2 separate regions of the Zea mays genome follow, and region 1 is linked to region 2. Evidence: chromatin contacts called from public Hi-C data. All regions are on one chromosome and are shown on one strand. The core of a region is the stretch at or near the end of the contact, and the rest is flanking DNA. Distances in the headings are between cores, read along the strand shown.

Region 1 (4,630 bases), core at 550-3,049, 800 kb after region 2:
AAGGGTTGGTGGTGTCGGGTGTTCTTTTTGTTGATGTTGTTGGCCAAGCCATGCTCGGGCGAGACGGAGATTTCTCCTGAGGCTATGGTCGGGTTTGCGCCTGGACATGCAGTCATGCTGGGAGTGGCCAGAACAGTAGTCGGAGTGGTCTCCTGCGGGATTCGCGGGGAGTTGGTGGCATTTAATGCGCCACTGCCAAGGCATTTGGCCGACACGGAGCTCGGGCGAGGCGGAGTTCCCTCCTGAGGCCGAGGCCGACCTCGGGCGAGGCGGAGTTCCCTCCCGAGGCTAAGGTTGTGCCTAGATGTCGTATGTCCCATCCGGAGTTGTTGAGAATAGTGACCGGAGCGGGGGAGCAGTGCCCGATATTCGTGGGCGTGCGTCATCGTGAACGGTGAGAGTAGATGGGACCATGGTCACATTGTCCTTTGTTGACTGCGGCGTCATTGGCAGAGAAGGTGTTTGTACTAGTCGCATTTAATGCGCACATTTTGCGGTTCCTGAGAACTTTTGGTCGAGTCTGGGCTCGAGGCTAGGCCTTCGCCCGAGATGCCCTCGGGCGAGGCAGATTTTTGCTTCTCGTCAGAGGCGGGGCCCTCGGTCAGTCGAGGATCCGTGCGGGCACGGCCTTTGTTCGAGGATGGGCTTGGACGAGACGTGGTTTTTGGGCAGCCGATAAGTGGGGTCTCAGGTGAATCGTGATTCGACCCTACGCGACCTCGGGGAGCGCGTTTTGCCTTATGGTTCCAGCTGGAACGGTTCCAAAGAAGGCCCTGTTTGGTTTTTATGGATTGGTTGGCTGAAATAATTCCTATTTGGATTACTTCTCTAATTTATATAAAATTTAATCAGTCGGAACGATTCCGGATACAATCTCGTACAAAACGAAGAAGGTCGAAAGCGTCACACAGTAAGCGGACAGGGCCTTAGAGCCTGTTCGCTTGACTTTAATTTGTATCGATTTCTACTGTTTTTACAATGTTTTGTTTTTATGGATTACAGTTGCATTTGAAAAAAGGGTTAGTTGGAGTCTCTACGGCTCATTCGAATGATTGATCGGCAAACTAAGTCGATAGCTTATTATTAGGTATAGGATAGTTGTACGTAGGTACGTACTCCGTACGTATTACTCTCTCTCTCTCTGGCCATGTACTCCCTCCGGTGCAGTAAAAGAAGTCATCCTGCGCGTGACCGAGTGTGCACAAAAAGAAGTCATGGCGCGCGTGGGTCTGAGATTTGGACGTTGTTGCCCCTAGTAATTGCACAAAAAAAGATGTATTTAAGAGGAATCAAACTTGAGACCTCCAGTCTAGAATGCCTTGGAGCTGCTACAGCAACCAATCAAGCCTGATTGTTTTAGTGACATTAATGCACCCATATCCCTATTTAATAGGGGCAAACAGGGAAAACTCTATGATAATTAATCACTCCTTGGTATGCACAATCATGTCCTAAACGACTACCTTTACTGCACTGGAGGGAGTATGATGCATGTGTGTAGAATTCTAGGAAACGAGGTAGGCGTGCTGCGGCCTGCGGGCTGGCCGCCTTGAGGAGGGCCACAGCCGCCCCTAGACTGGAAAAAGGAGGAACAATACACGTGTGTGGCCTTAGGAGTCAGGATGATGATTGGCCGGCGGGGCCATCTAGCGAGGAGCCGAGGAGGGAAGACTTCATTGCCCGTCGTACCCTCCCTACCAACCCAGCTACCGCCACAGCTGCGGGGGCAATCTCGTCCGATCCACTGTCATCGCGTTCAACCACGCATGCCACACCTACCCCGGCCGCGACGGACCCATGTCAGCTCCTCATTGCTTATTGTGGCATCCAACGCCCGTGTGCTACTGCCCTACTGCTACCTCCTCTTGATTCCTAAGCAGACAGAGACAGAGCCCCGGCGACGGCGAGATGGAAGAGGAGCAGAGCAGCGGCGGATGGGGCGAGGAGGCGACGAACAAGGCGCCGCTGCTGGAGCCACGGGCGGCGTCGGACCACCAGCACCGCAACGGAACATCAGCAGGAGACGGGGCTGGCGCCGGCAAGGCGGAGGCGGAGTGGTCGGCGCTGCCGCTGCGGCGGCGCGTGTGGGAGGAGAACAAGAGGCTGTGGGTGGTGGCGGGGCCGTCCATCTTCACGCGCTTCTCCTCCTTCGGCGTCACCGTCATCAGCCAGGCCTTCATCGGCCACATCGGCGCCACGGAGCTGGCCGCCTACGCGCTCGTCTCCACCGTGCTCATGAGGTTCAGCAACGGCATCCTGGTGAGCCTTTCCGTGTCTACTTCAGATCTACTAGCTTGCTAGCTAACTACAGTTGCATGGGACGACGACACGGACCACACACAGCACACCACCAGTCACGTAGCAGCCTTTCATTTGTGGCCACACCACAAGCAAGTACGTAACGTACACGGCACACACACCGTAATGACGTGCTCTGCTGTCTGCATTGCGTTGCGTTGCAGCTGGGCATGGCGAGCGCGCTGGAGACGTTGTGCGGGCAGTCGTACGGCGCGAGGCAGTACCACATGCTGGGCATCTACCTGCAGCGGTCGTGGATCATCCTGTTCGCGTGCGCCGTGGCGCTGCTCCCCGTGTACCTGTTCACGGAGCCGCTGCTGGTGGCGCTGGGGCAGGACCCGGCTATCGCGGCGGTGGCCGGGACCATCTCGCGCTGGTACATCCCCGTGATGTTCTCCTACGTGTGGTCCTTCACGCTGCAGATGTACCTGCAGGCGCAGAGCAAGAACGCGGTGATCACGTACCTGGCCATGCTGAACCTCGGCCTCCACCTGCTCCTGTCCTGGCTGGCCACCGCCAGGCTCCGCCTCGGCCTCGCCGGCGTCATGGGCTCCATGGTTGTCGCCATGTGGATCCCCGTGCTCGGCCAGCTCGCCTTCGTCTTCTTCGGCGGGTGCCCGCGCACCTGGACCGGCTTCTCCTCCGCCGCCTTCGCCGACCTCGCCGCCATCGTCAGGCTGTCGCTGTCGTCTGGCGTCATGCTCTGGTAAAATTGAGAAGAGTCGTCACCTATGGCTAGCGCTGTGATGTGGTCATGTGATACAGATTCAATTGCGCTGCTTTACAGTTTGGAGCTGTGGTACAACACCATACTGGTGCTGCTCACTGGGTACATGAAGAACGCAGAGGTTGCGCTGGACGCCCTCTCAATATGGTAGGGATTACGCATTGTGTTGTGTTGTGTTGCCATCAGCAGGTCCTACAGATCCTGGACAGGTCCTAGCTAGCTGCTAACTATATATGTATCGGCGAATGAAACGTGCAGCCTCAACATCAACGGCTGGGAGATGATGATTTCCATCGGCTTTCTGGCGGCAACCGGGTAACCACCCACCTCCAGATTCTTTCTTTTTCTTTTTATTTTCATTAAGCAACACTCACTACAAGTCACAACGCCTTCATCATTCATCAGAGTACGGGTGGCGAACGAGCTGGGAGCCGGGAGCGCGAGGAGGGCCAAGTTCGCCATCTACAACGTGGTGGCCACCTCCTCCATCATCGGGTCCGTGCTGTTCGTGCTGTTCCTCCTCTTCCGCGGAGGCCTCGCCTACATATTCACCGACAGCCAGGCGGTGGCGGACGCAGTCGCCGGCCTCTCGCCCCTGCTGGCCTTCTCCATACTGCTCAACAGCGTCCAGCCAGTGCTGTCAGGCGTCGCTGTCGGCGCGGGCTGGCAGAGCGTCGTCGCCTACGTTAACATCACTTCGTACTACCTCATCGGCATCCCTCTTGGAGCCGTGCTGGGCTACGCGCTGGGGCTTCATGTGAAGGTACTGCATGGGTCTCTTTCTCTCTCTCTCTCTCTCCTTGGCTGTTCTCTGTTCACCACCGTCGTACGCAGGGCATCTGGATCGGCATGCTGCTCGGAACGCTGGTCCAGACTGTTGTGCTTCTCTTCATAACGTTGAAGACCGACTGGGAAAAACAGGTTACCACCACTGTTTCATCAGTATATATATACTGAAACTAATGCTATATATATATATGTTATCTGCAGTACGTATTCTCTCTAACAACACCGGCCCCCTTCAATCTGCAGGTGGAGGTTGCTCAAGAGAGGCTGAAGAGATGGTACATGGAAGAGAACAGAAGACTCCAGGGGTCCAGACGAAACCCTTAGGCCGGCCCTCAGCTCCACTGTGTATCTCTAGTTTTCCACTCACCACGAGAACAAAACGAGGGAGACGACTGCTCCACGTACAGGCCGATCGAGGCTGAAGGATCATCTCTGGGCTGTATGGTATTGTAGACACAAATAATCATCTGGGCTGGGCTGGGCATGCAGGTAATAGTGGTGTGCACTAGTTCTGAGGTTATATCTCTGCCTTGTTCATCTTAATTCGATCTGCCGGTGTCTTGTTGATCAGTGCAATCCTAGCTAGTTGTTACTGCATTGCAATCTGGGAACTCGGGTGTTGTTTTTCCGAGCGAAACCGGGTCGATTTCCCGCGATAGTTTGAACAGCTCACAGGTGCGCCGATCAACCCGAGAGGCACAACGAGCCAGCAAACTCGGAGGACATGACATGACATGGTAGAGGGGGGGAGGGGACAAACCGATCGAGGTGGATTGGACTCTCCAGGCGAATGATGGGCGGCGGGCTCCCGGCAAC
Region 2 (4,218 bases), core at 1,450-3,949:
TTGTTTTAAAATCCTTATCAGCAAACCTTGCATATATCTCATTTAATAATGGCATAAATCTGTTCTGGACATGCCATAAACACAGTCTGTGAACTGTTTTTGGAAATACAGTTCTTAGAGCAATTGACATTGCAGGATCTTGATCTGCAATTGCTCACAAACTATTAATTTACTTTCACAATAAATTAATTCAATTTTTTGCATAACAAATTGACATACATCATACCTGTTAGCATAACTCTCGGACCCTCGCATCCCATACATGTTTTGAATGAATTGAAAGCCCATTCAAAAGTCTGCACTGTTTCATCTCCCAACAAAACAAATCCAAACACTGTACACTGCAGATGGCTGTTAGCTCCAACAAACATGCCCAGTGGTTTATCATATATATTTGTCTTGTGTGTTGTATCAAATGTCACAGCATCACCATAATCTGCATATCCCCCTGCATACTTGCGTGTGACCAAAAAATACTCACTATTTTTCCATCATTGTCTAGCTGAAAATCACAAAAAAATTGTGGATTCTATTTCTTGCATTCTGTAAAGAAAGCTAAAAGTTTGGCTACATCATTTACGCAGTTTTCTCGTCTCCTTGCTGCCCTCCTACATTTGTTTGCACAAAAAATGGTTATACAAACATTTGCTATAGTAATATTTATGGCACTAAATGTATACACATGAAACAAAAAATATTGCTTACATAGTTTTCAGATCTTGAGCAGTTACCGGTACATTCTCTGGCCCATCATGCATTTCTGATATAAAATCAACTATGCAATGCTGCGGCACTCGGCTATCATGCATTGCATCAACAAAATTTATGAATTCAGCATCCCTACTTTTGTTGCAACGTAAATGTTGTTTCTCTGCTTCGTCAGTTATGAACTCATGGTTATGCTCCAAGTTTACCAGCTCAATTTTTGCAGCTACAACCATTTTTTGTTCATCATCATATTTTTTTTAATTTTATTCCAGCCTTACATTGCGTACGCCCCGAAGTCATATTCTTCATCCTAGGTGTATCATTTGATTTTGGTGCACTTTTACCTTCACGTGAACAATTTATCCACTTACTGAATGTCTTCTCTCTGTATTTCGTTAGTGGAAATCCAACTTCATATGCATACCTTTTATAGAATTTATATGCATCATCAACATCCTTGAAAGTCATCCCTACCATTGGCACTATAGTTGGATCAATGTTTTTTTCTGCAAATTAATTGACATTGTTGTTTGTACGATGGAATATGATCATAACAATCTAATCAATCAAGAATCAAACACAACAATTGGACTTACATGTGAATGCAGTATTTGAGGCGTATCCATCTCCCTGGAGCTAATATTGGATATAGGAGGTCGGACCATTTGTTCTCCTTCTTCCCCTATACTCATCTCGTCGATTACAAGACCCAGTAGAGCAGGAGGTGGTGTGACCAGTGAGTTACCATCAACTCCTCCCTCTGTCTCTAGATCAAGATGAACGCCACCTCCTACCATCGCCGGCGACTCTCCAGAGCCGGCCATCTCCACCTCCAAATGGTTATGCAGGCTTTGTGGTGTTTTTTCCGATGAAAGGAAATCACGGATACTATACAAGTAACCGCATCCACGTTTCCAGGGTATTTCCATTATTTTCCGAAACCGTCCCGATATTCTAGCGATGTACATATAAAACTAATTTTCCTAACACAATACTTACGCACAATGACTCAACATTTTACGCCACAACGTATATACTATTTATGCACTTTTTGTACATTACCGATTTTATGCCATATCCTTCAACATCTTATTCTACATTCTATTTACCCGCCACCATTTCACCTCATGCAAGATCCATAAATTTCGTGCCCACGTAACAGAGTAATCACGTTTGCATGTGGAAATTATTCCCTATAATTCCGCACCACTTCCAAATGTTTACCGCCTTGCCATTGAATCAACCGCGTAACGGCGTCGTCTTCCCTGCATGCCGTCTATCCGCGTAACACAGGCGCGCTTGTCTCAGCGGACCAGACCACATAACCGACCTGGGCTTTCTTTAATATCCGAAGCCCAGGGCTCCCGTTATACCTGCTCTAATATATATATATATATATATATATATATATATATATGTATATATATATATATAGGAGAAGTCTAGATCCGTTTCTAAGTATTCTACAATAGAATCCATGAGTTTAGTTAAATAAACACATACGAAAAATAAGTTTAATCGACTTGATCTAATTTTAGTCATAGACTGTCCTCGCGTATGGGCGTACCGGCCCAAACTATCCGATCACAGAGCCCAACTGTCCCGCATCTCACAGGTGTCACATATGGTACCCAACAATATATAATCCTTTGTATGTGTATACATGTGTGTACGTACGTGTATGTTCTTGTGTCCACATAACACAGCAGACGGAACTAGGGCATTCTGAGCATTTTGGACGTGCTAATGATTAATGAATAGCCAAATAATCCATCTCATGTGTACAGTTGCTGCCAAGCCAACAGCAGAGTCCACAGAAGCAAAAGCCCAAAACATCACAGCTCAGCTACAGCGCACGCGCGCACGCACAAAAAGGTGAGCTCTGCTGCTCTGCTCTGCTCCCTTCTCCATCTCCCACTCCTCCTATCCCAGTAAAAAAAAAGGAAAAAAGAAAAAAAAAAGGAGAAAAGGTCCACTGGGGTCTGGCCGTCTGGGGGCCGCCGGCCGAGTCGAGCCGGCGAGCGAGGAAAGGGGGAACAAATCAACAAACAGTCGGGCTGGCACTGGCAGTCCCAGTCAAAGCTCTCTCCGCTCTGCCGTCGCTCGCCACCGGAATTCGGGGATCGGTGGGAAGAACAAAGAAAAGAAAAGAAATCGCCGATCGATTTCTCCCGAAATAAACCCCCCCACCTTTTTTCTACCTCCTTCCGTCTGTTTCCGGAGGGCGACTGATGTCTTTTCTCGGGGCTGGGGCGGCCGTCCAGCGACCACGGAGCTGCTGCGCCTGCGCGGAGGCAGTTGGGGAGGAGTAGTCGCTCTACCCCTACCACTCCCGCTCCAATCTAGCGACGACGACGACGACGACGACCCGCCCGCCCCATGGAAGGTACGAACTACGACCCGACCCTCCCCTCCCTCTCTCTCTCTCTCGCTCTGCGCTCTGCTGGACTTGGTTTTTCCTTCTTGGGGTAGATTAGATTTGTAGCTTTCCGTTCTAGATCTGCCGCGGGGTTTCCCTGAGCTGTAGGATTTTGGGCGGCGCTGTTTCGCCCTGGATTTTCCACTCTCCCCGCTTCGGGCCTGCACCTTTGTCGAAGCACAGCAAATTCTGGACGGATTGCTTGTCCTGCTCCTTGATTTTTTTTCTTTCTTTTCGTTCTTTCTTCTTTTGAGTGGATTTGGCGCTGGGATTCGGGAGAGCTGCAACTGCAAGCAAACGATCTATTTTTCGCATTGCCAATGTGTCTATGGGATCCCAAACTTCGATTTTAGGTTTGAGCGCGGGTCTATAGTTGGCTTCATATACGGTGGAAGTAGGCTGTGAATGCTTCGCAGGTGATGTGAGCCTGCTGATAAGATTTAACGTGTATTTTAAGGCAGTGCCAGGTCAGGTTTGGGAATGTATCCTACTCAGTTTCGGGTTTCAGATTGATAGAAATTCAGATGGGATAGCTGAATTGTTTGCCTAATTTATATAAGTTTTGGTCAACTGGAATGATTCCTGGATGAATCTGGGACAAACGAACGAGGCCCTATGCAGAAAGGAAAGCGAGTCAATTCCTGTCCTGTGGGTTAGCATAAAAATGGTATTACCGAAATTACAAATCCACAGCTCCCCAATCACAAGTTCAGTTGAATATACCACATTCTAGAGTTCGTTGCTTGCACATTGGGCCCCCAAGTTTCTCAGCTTTTGTGGTGTTCAAGCATAGATCCCATGTATTCTTTGGTCAGCAGCAATGCTACGTTCTTGTGCCCCCCTTGTGACACAATATAATTGAAGTAAAAATTGCAAAATGCAGCAAGTTTATATCGTATATTTTAAAATTTTAGCACAGTGGTAAGAAGCCTTTCTTCTGGGCCAAAGGTCCTGGGTTTGACGCAGCCTCTGCATAAAATGTAGGGGTAAGGCTTGTCTCGGTTATCACTTCCCCATACCCCACTTATGTGGGAGCTGCCAGCACTGGTTCTGTTCTTTTTTGGGGGGTTTCTAGAGATAATTGTGGTAAA

The links. A called contact is a pair of places that touch in the nucleus more often than the background predicts.
Region 1: a contact with region 2 is called in a Hi-C map of endosperm, with 3 times the contacts expected there. The contact joins the promoter of LOC100273132 here to the promoter of LOC100217276 in region 2. A contact is called at or near these places in 2 of 25 Hi-C or Micro-C datasets (bundle sheath and endosperm).

Annotation. Positions count from the first base shown.
Region 1 is chr2:153,847,818-153,852,447 of Zm-B73-REFERENCE-NAM-5.0, forward strand. LOC100273132 (putative MATE efflux family protein) reads left to right here and starts at 1,800. Exons shown (of 7, transcript NM_001147579.1): 1 at 1,800-2,259; 2 at 2,463-3,004; 3 at 3,086-3,172; 4 at 3,284-3,340; 5 at 3,431-3,788; 6 at 3,860-3,946; 7 at 4,058-4,333. The coding sequence starts at 1,909. The coding sequence ends at 4,138.
Region 2 is chr2:153,049,645-153,053,862 of Zm-B73-REFERENCE-NAM-5.0, forward strand. LOC100217276 (Protein kinase superfamily protein) reads left to right here and starts at 2,700. Exons shown (of 2, transcript NM_001359575.1): 1 at 2,700-3,094. The coding sequence starts at 3,088.